Linked DNA regions of Ovis aries: region 1 is linked to region 2. The links are chromatin contacts, called in public Hi-C maps. All regions are on one chromosome and are shown on one strand. Each heading gives the region's core, a stretch centred on a gene start, on an enhancer-like site or on the middle of the called end of the contact. The rest is flanking DNA. Distances are from core to core; before and after follow the strand shown.

Evidence for each region. Hi-C and Micro-C count contacts between places; a contact is called where the count stands out from the background.
Region 1: a Hi-C map of tail adipose tissue shows a contact between it and region 2, with 4 times the contacts expected there. The contact joins the promoter of ARPIN here to the promoter of KIF7 in region 2. A contact is called at or near these places in 2 of 16 Hi-C or Micro-C datasets (hypothalamus and tail adipose tissue).

What each region holds. Positions count from the first base shown.
Region 1 is chr18:20,623,407-20,627,407 of ARS-UI_Ramb_v3.0, reverse strand. It overlaps ARPIN (actin related protein 2/3 complex inhibitor), which reads left to right and starts at 1,658. Exons shown (of 5, transcript XM_060401638.1): 1 at 1,658-1,840; 2 at 3,094-3,169. The coding sequence starts at 1,749.
Region 2 is chr18:20,397,365-20,401,456 of ARS-UI_Ramb_v3.0, reverse strand. It overlaps KIF7 (kinesin family member 7), which reads left to right and starts at 1,580. Exons shown (of 20, transcript XM_042235082.2): 1 at 1,580-1,731; 2 at 1,901-2,439; 3 at 3,953-4,092. The coding sequence starts at 3,977.

The DNA of each region.
Region 1 (4,001 bases), core at 409-2,908, 230 kb before region 2:
CATGTTGCTGCAAATGGCAGGCTTTCCTTCTTTTTTTCAACCCAAATAATATTCCATAGTATGCGTATACCACATTTTCCTTTGCCATTCATCCACTGATGGACATTTAGGTTGCTTCTACTTTTTGGCTGCTGTGAAAGAAACATGGTAGTGTGGACCTTCCTTTGATGTCTTGATTTCAGTTTCCTTGTGCATATACCCAGAGTGAGATTGCTGGATCATTTGGTGGTTTTCTTTTTAATTTCATGAGAAACTTCCATAATGTCTTCCGTAGTGGCTGTACCAATTCACATTCCCATCAATGCCATACAAGGGTTCCCTTTTCTTCATATCCTTGCTAACACTTATCTTTTGTCTTTTTGATAATAGCCATTCTAACAGGTGTGAGGTGATACCTCATTGTGGTTTTGGTTTGCATTTCTCTGATTATTAGTGATACTGAGCCGCTTTTCATACATCTTTTGTCCATCTGTATGTCTTCCTTGGAGAAATATCTATTTAGTTCATTGGCCTATTTTTAAAAATCATTTACCCTGCCTTTTCTATTGAGTTATGCAAGTTCCTTACATCAGCCTGGGGAGTTTTTGTTTTTGGTTTTTTTTTTTTTTTTTTGGTTTGAAAACTGATTTTATTTACCAGCAATGTGATTTTGGTTTACTGACAATTTTTTTTAAATTTTTATTGGAGTATAGTTGATTTACAATGTTGTGTTTCAGGTGTACAGCAAAGTGAATCAGTTCACATACACATATGCCCACTCTTCTTTAGATTCTTTTTCCATATAGGTCATTACGGAGTATTGTCTAGAGTTCCCTCTGCTATACAGTAGGTCCTTGCTGGTTATCTATTTTATATACAGTAGCGCACAGCGTGCATGCTTAGTTGCTCAGTAGAGTCCGACACTTGGCGACCCCCGTGCACTGTAGGACCCGCCAGGCTCCATGGAATTCTCCAGGCCAGAATACTGGAATGTGTTGCCATTTCCTTCTCCAGAGGAACTTCCCAACCCAGGGATCGGATCTGTGTGTCCCAGGTTCTTTACCGGCAGGGTCTTTACCACTGAGCCACCAGGGAAGCCGTTAAACCCTTACAACCCCTCTGATTCGGACCCCGTTTTACAGAGTAAGAAGCTCAGAGAGGTTGAGGCACTTGCCCAAGCTCACACAGCGCGGATTCCAGCCTTGGTAGGTCAGTTGATCTGACACCCAAGCCCAGGCTCCTTCGTGACAGATCCCAAGAACCCCTTCCTCGGCCACTGTGAGACCTCACCCGGGCAAAAAGAGCAGCTCGGCACTTACCACCCAGCCGCCTCAGGGGCCGTTCTCTTCTTCCTATTCTTGCTCTTTGGAAACGCATACTATCAGAGCTGATCCTATGCGCTCTCTGAGCCTCGATTTCCCCTTTGTGCGTGTAAGGAGTAGGGGTCTCCCACTAGTAACAAGGACGAGGGAGAGAAAAGAGAAGAGAGTGGCTCTCTCCTTCATCCCACCCCCACCTCCAGGCTAAGGCCCCAGCCCGGTCCTCCCGGAAGCCCACTTAACACCAAGCAGGGTCCTGCGGGCAGGAATGGGGCTCGGCCCCTTTAAATCCCGCGCGGGAACGTCCGGGGCCGGGCCGCGCAGTCCCTGCTCGGCCGCCGGGAATTGCCGGCCTCGGCGCGTCCTCCGGAAGCTGCCTCTCGCGCTGCCCCCAGCCCCGCGTGCCCGCTCGGTTTGCCAGCCCTCCAGGGCACCGCGGCCGTGGGGAGGATGAGCCGCATCTACCACGACAGCGCCCTCCGCAACAAGGCGGTGCGGAGCGCGCGGCTGCCGGGGGCCTGGGACCCTGCCGCTCACCAGCGGTAGGCTCCGCCCGCGTCTCTCCGCCGCCTCCCCGCCCGGCCTCCGTCGGCTCGCGAGCATCTGCTTTGAATCCAGGCTCCCTGATTGCGCGCGGGGGTTGGGGTGGGGGTGGCGCCACCGGGATGGGGTGCGGGTGGGAGGAAAGGCGGGGCTCGCCTAACACCTCCGGGGCCTCGGGACCGTCTCTCACAGTGTTCCCCTCGGAGCGCACCCCACAGAGACCGATCGGCGTGAAGCTCACAGACGGTCGGTCTCGACTCCTAAACGGGTCTCAAAAGGCGGTGCTTACTCACCTCCACCTTTGTCTCTACCCCGCCCCGGTGACTCCGCGTGCCGCCACTTGCCCTTGCCTTGTCTTCAGGCCTTTGCACAGCTCCAGAAGGACAGTGTTCTGCAGGGACGGGGATAGCGGGTGGGAGTCGGCCTGGAAGGGTTAGGGGAGCGCAAGACCTGCCCGGTGGCCTTGTTGGATTGGGAGGGCCCAGCCCTGCCATTATGGACCCGGAGGTTATGAGAACAAATGGACCATTCCATTTGCATTGACAAAACCTTAAGAAAGGAGTCTGAGAGACGGTGAAGGACAGGGAAGCCTGGCGCGCTGCAGTCCGTGGGGTCGTCAAAGGTCGGACACGACTTTAGCTACTAAACAACCAACCACCACCAAAGAATGAAGGGCTTAACGGGGGTGGGTAGGGACAGGTAAGGTCCAGGGAGGTTTCATTTCATTCCCATCCCTTCAGTTGCCCCCACGCCTCTTCCATTTCCATAGTTCCGAAGGCGGAAGTCCCTAGGTTCTGCTTTTATGAAAACTGGAATTGGGAAGGGAGGGTCCAGTTCCTCTCAGTGAGGGACCCTGTGACCTTGGGCTTCTCAGGAAACTTCTGAGTCTGGGTTTCTCCATTCTAGAAATGGATAAGAATGAGAACAGAAATATGAAAGTGCTTTAAAACAGGTGAAAAGAGGAGATACTTTATAGCAGCTTAGACCTTAGAACCCCACCCCCAAATTTGGTTACATGAAAAAGTAAAGTTCTTTATATTTTGTAAACGCTTAATAGTTTACAAAGCACCTTCGGGTAGGTAGTCGTATGTCACCCTCATAGAAGCAAGTGAGGTGGTTGTTCCTCTCATTTGGCGGATGTGAAGACTGAGGCTCTGGTCACAGTAACGCCCTGCAGGTGGGACCACTGCACTTGTGGTTCTTTCCTGAGGACGACAGAGCCAGTGACGCCCTCATTCTCTCTCTCCCTCAGGGGAGATGGCGTCCTGCTGGAGGGAGAATTACTCGATGTATCCCGGCACAGCGTCTCGGATGCCCACGGCAGGAAGGTGAGGATGTTTCCCAGGGGGCCCCCTCAGGGCACTGGCTTCAGGGTTCCCACCCACCAGGGTATCTCCCTCTGCTTGACTCTGCCAATGCCAAGACTTGGGGTCCAGCTCTTTCCTTGTGAGGCTCACAGGGCAGGTAGAGGGTTGGCTGGGAGATTGGCAACCAAAAGGGGCCACGGATGGAAGGGATCAGTAGGGCTGTGTTGGGTGGCAGACAGACCAGGGTTGGGGGTGGGGACTGGGTTCTTGATGAGAAGACAGACCAGGCCCTAAACCAAGGGGTGTGTCTGGGGCCAGGACTGGGAGGGCTTAGAGCAGGATGGGGTGAGGTCAGTGGTTCAGGACTCAAGCTGTGGGTTCTGAGTGGGCTGGAAGGCCCTCTGAAGAGGTCCTGTCTCCCGATGGAACAGAGCTAGAATGCCGGGAACTTCTCTGAGTAGGCAGGGTGAGTGGCTCTGGGCGAGGGCCTGGCCCCGCTCCTCTGGTCTGGTGGTTCCCACTGCTTCTGGACCTGATGAACAAAGTCAGAGCAAAGTTACCTGCCTATATGGGTTCAAGGTCAACAGTGACCTTTCCCTTTGGGGTACCAGCTGTGTGGCTGGGAAATCACGTGTACCTTGAGTTGTTTGGAGTTGAATTACTTTAAATGTACTATTGGAGTCTGCTTTCAGAAGGAGCCCTGAAGCAACTCCATCTGCAGAGTAGTGAATATCTTAGCAGGGCTTTCGCATTCCTTTTTTTTTTTTTTGTCCATGTACAGCTCATTTTGCAGGGATCTTAGTTCCCCGACCAGGGATCAAACCCGGGTTCCCTGCAGTGGAAGGACGGAGTC
Region 2 (4,092 bases), core at 331-2,830:
CTTCTGTTGCAGCTCACAAAATGCACCTCCAACTGAATCACAGTTTTGGAGATGGAAAAACAGTCGTTACACTTAATAACATGCATTTATCATGGTTTTTTTTTTCTTTTCTGTGTTAGGTCTTTCTTGTGGCTCTTGGGCTTCTCATTGCAGTGGCTTCTCTTGCCACAGGGCACAGGCTCTAGGGTGCTCGTGCTTAGTTGCTTCCCGGCGTGTGGGATCTTCCCAGACCAGAGATCGAATGCATGTCCATCAAACGCAGGCGGAGGATTCTTAACCACTGGACTACCAGGGAAGTCCTACAACTTGGGTTTTAATGCTCATTGTATTAAGCATAGTTTTCCTAAACATTGAAACTTGGTGGTATATTGGAGAAGACAAGAGTCAAATATGGCTTGAGTGATGGGGTGGATGGTGCGGGGCATGCTGGAAGAGATGTTTGAGGGTGGTTTCCTGGACAGCTCCTGCTCAGGAATACGCATGATGAGCCCCCTCTGCAGGACTTCCACTGACTGTTCACCCACAAAATTGCCTCCCCAACTGGAGAGGCTAAGAACTTAGTGGCAGCCCAGACCTCCCACTAGCCTCTTCTAGGGCCAGTTGTCCAGCCAGGAACCCAAGGCTGGGGGGCAGTGTGGTCCACCAGTGAATCCCATGCCCATTTCAAACTGGGGACTTATGAGCCAGAACTGTGGGGCCAGGATTTCTCAGGCCATCTTGCTCTCTGCCCAGCTTGCTAGAAGGCCTGAACAGGAGCTCCCTAGTGCTTTCATCCATCCACCCCTAGGTCACCCCAGCTCTGGGGCAGAGAAGGGGCCCAGGGATGACTTCCTGGTGTGAGTGCCCAAGGAGCAGCCAGGGCCTCTGCCACACCATCCCAATCCCGAATATCTCAGAGCGGATGAGTCCTTCTCGGCTTTAGAAGAGGTAGCGAAATCAGATAAAAACAAGGCTGGAGGCTTCCTGGGGTCTAGGAAGGGTGACCTTTGCTGAGCTTTGACGGGGCTTGGGGAGGGCTGCAATAGAAAGGAAGGGGAAAGGTCTCTGCGCCTGAATGTACAATCGAACTACAGTAGTTGGTTTTTAGTTAGTGTTAGTCTCTTAGTCGTGTCCGATTCTTCGCGACCCCATTATCTGTAACCCGCCAGGCTCCTCTGTCCATGGGATTTCCTAAGCAAGAATACTGGAGTGGGTTGCCATTTCCTTCTGCAGGAATTGATTTTTAGGGTACTGTTAACCGGAGTCTCAGGGTTAGAAAATGCTTGTGGAACGAAACAGTCTCCTAGTTAGTATTCATTTACCACTTGTTACAACTTGCATCATAAACCTAGATGCTCCGCTCCACCAGCTGGTGGGCTTTTCCAGCTCGGAAAATCCAGGCGGCCTTGTTGCTTGCTGTGTTCCAGCTTTAAGCGAGTAGATGCTAATATCAGCGCGCAGCGCTCGCGACTCGGGGCGATGCTGGGGGTCGCGGGGCCTGTGGTCCAGCCGTTCAGCCCAGGCCACGCCCGATCCCCCGCCCCTCCGGCCCCCGCTCCGCCCCGTCTGCGGACAGACTCCGCGGCGCCGCGCAGCCCGCGCCTCCGCCCCGGAGCGCCCAGGCGGGAGGAGTTGCGGATGAGGGGCGGGATGTTTTGGTGGGCGGGGGTCCCGGTGACGGCATCCGACCGCGCCGCGCTGGGGCTCCGAGCCTCAGTGTCCCGCGGGGAGACGACGCTCGCACCCTAGCAGGTTGATGTGGGCCGGGGAGGGGTGGAGGAGGGTGGGAGGGAGGAGGCGTGCGCTCGTCCCTTGCCTGTGCAGGCCTCGGTTGGGTGGCAGTGGGCGTCGGAACCCTGGAGACCCTTGACCGAGCACGAGGACCACTCCCTCCCTCCCCATTTTTGCTAACCTCCTCCAGGCCCCTCTCCGAGTGGACTGGAGACTCCCCTTCCTTAAGTCGGGGCCTGAGGCTGGCATTCCGGGCCTGGCCAGGAGGAGCGAGCACCCACGCTGCGAGAGTCGGGTTCGCCTTTGTAATCACTTTTCCCACTTTCCCGGAGCTCCTGTCCCGTGCCCGGCGCCTCCGACTCCGGAACCCTCGGTGTTGTCCGGGCGCCTTCGGTGCGCAGAGCACTGGGCCCCAAGCCCGGGCGCGGAGAAGCCGGGACCGCGGGGCTGGAAAAGCTGTGACTCAGGGATGCCCGAAGGCGCCTGTAGTATTGCGTGGCAGTTACCGCTGCTGCCCCAGGGCCGGACACCCAGCTGGGACTGTTGGTTGAACAAACGAGCGAACGATTACAGGTGCCGAGAGAAGTAGTGAAAAATAAAGAGCTGTGACCCTCGGGGTGGGGGCGAGGAGTGGGCATGGGGAAAGTTCCCTTTCCCCATCTACTACTCACCAGCTACTCAGCGTCGGACCTTGTGCTGGATACTGGAGATACGCTGTGAAGGAGACAGGTGGGTCCCTGCCTCCCAGCCCCCAGTTTGGGAGGTGAGGGGAGACCAGTGGATAATCTGGCTTTTGCAAGGCAAGGGAGTGTTCAGTGGCTGATGGGAGAACTAGAGCGGTGGGTGTGGGTGGGTGAGTGGTGGGGGGCCACAGAGCAGACGCCCCTCTTTGGAGGGGAGGGCACTCCCTGAGGTGGCCCTGATAACAGCTGAGTGTGCTGCAGGCAGAGAAAGGTGAGGAAATGTGGGGTATTAGTGGGTAAGTCATCAAGGTAGGCAGGGTCCATTAAAAGTTGTTTTTCCTGTTAAGGTTTTGAATCTAGAGCATTAGGGAGCCCCTCTTGCCTGTTTGGGGGGCAGTTTAAGCAGGAGAGTGGTGTGGTCACATTTGCATTTTTGAAAGATGCCCCTGGTTGTCACATAGGAAGGTGCAGGGAGGCTGAAGCCAGTGAAGAGGTTGGTAAATATTCTGTCCAGTGAGCGGGATCCAGGCTTGGGTAATAGGATGGAGAGAAGCGGGTATACTTGATATTTACGAGATGGAATTGGCAGTATCTGGTGGTAGGGGCTTGGCTTCAAAGGATGTGCTGACTTTTTAAGAAGGTGGAGCAGGGAGTGTGAGGTGACAAAGGCAGTCAGTTCAGTCACTCACTCGTGTCCGACTCTTTGCAACCCCGTGGACTGCAGCACGCCAGGCTACCCTGTCCTTTGCTAACTCCCAGAACTTACTCAAACTCACATCCATTGAGTCAGTGATGCCATCCAACCATGTCAATCTTTCCCAGCATCAGGGTCTTTTCCAATGAGTCTTTTCCAGTTCTTCGCATCAGATGGCCAAAGTATTGGAGTTTCAGCTTCAGCATCAGTGCTTCCAATGAATATTCAGGACTGATTTCATTTAGGATTGACTGGTTGGATCTCCCTGCAGTCCAAAGGACTCTCAAGTCTTCTCCAACACTACAGTTCAAAAGCATCAATTCTTTGGCACTCAGCTTTCTTTATAGTCCAATTCTCACGTCCATATACATGACTACTGGAAAAACCATAGCTTTGACTAGGCAGACCTTTGTTGGCAAAGTAATGTCTCTACTTTTTAATACGCTGTCTAGGTTGGTCATAGGTTTTCTTCCAAGGAGCAAGTGTCTTTTAATTTCATGGCTACAGTCACCATCTGCAGTGATTTTGGATCCCAAGAAAATAAAGTCACTGTTTCCACTGTTTGCCCATCTATCTGCCATGAGGTGATGGGGGTCCCAGCGAGAACACAGATGCCCTTGGGTGTTGAGTGGAGGAGTTAGGGCCTCATTTTGTCAGTGATGGGAGCCGTGAAATGCTACCATGTAGGATTCTGTTGTGGCCCTTGCAGCATTCTGGGCATCAGGTTAGGGCACAGAGGATGTTTTGAATTTTGACCACCTTCCCTTTTAATCCCTCTAAGGTCAGGAGCTGCAGGAACTGGCTCCAGGTCACCTGCAAGGTGAGTCCGGGTGCTGATAGCTGGGGCCTTTTCCTCTCTCCGCAGGGCTGGGAGCATCAGTCTCTCAACATGGGGCTGGAGGCCCAGAGGCTGCCAGGGGCCGAGGAGGCCCCCGTGAGGGTGGCCCTTCGAGTGCGCCCACTCCTGCGCAAGGAGCTGCTGCACGGGCACCAGAGCTGCCTGAC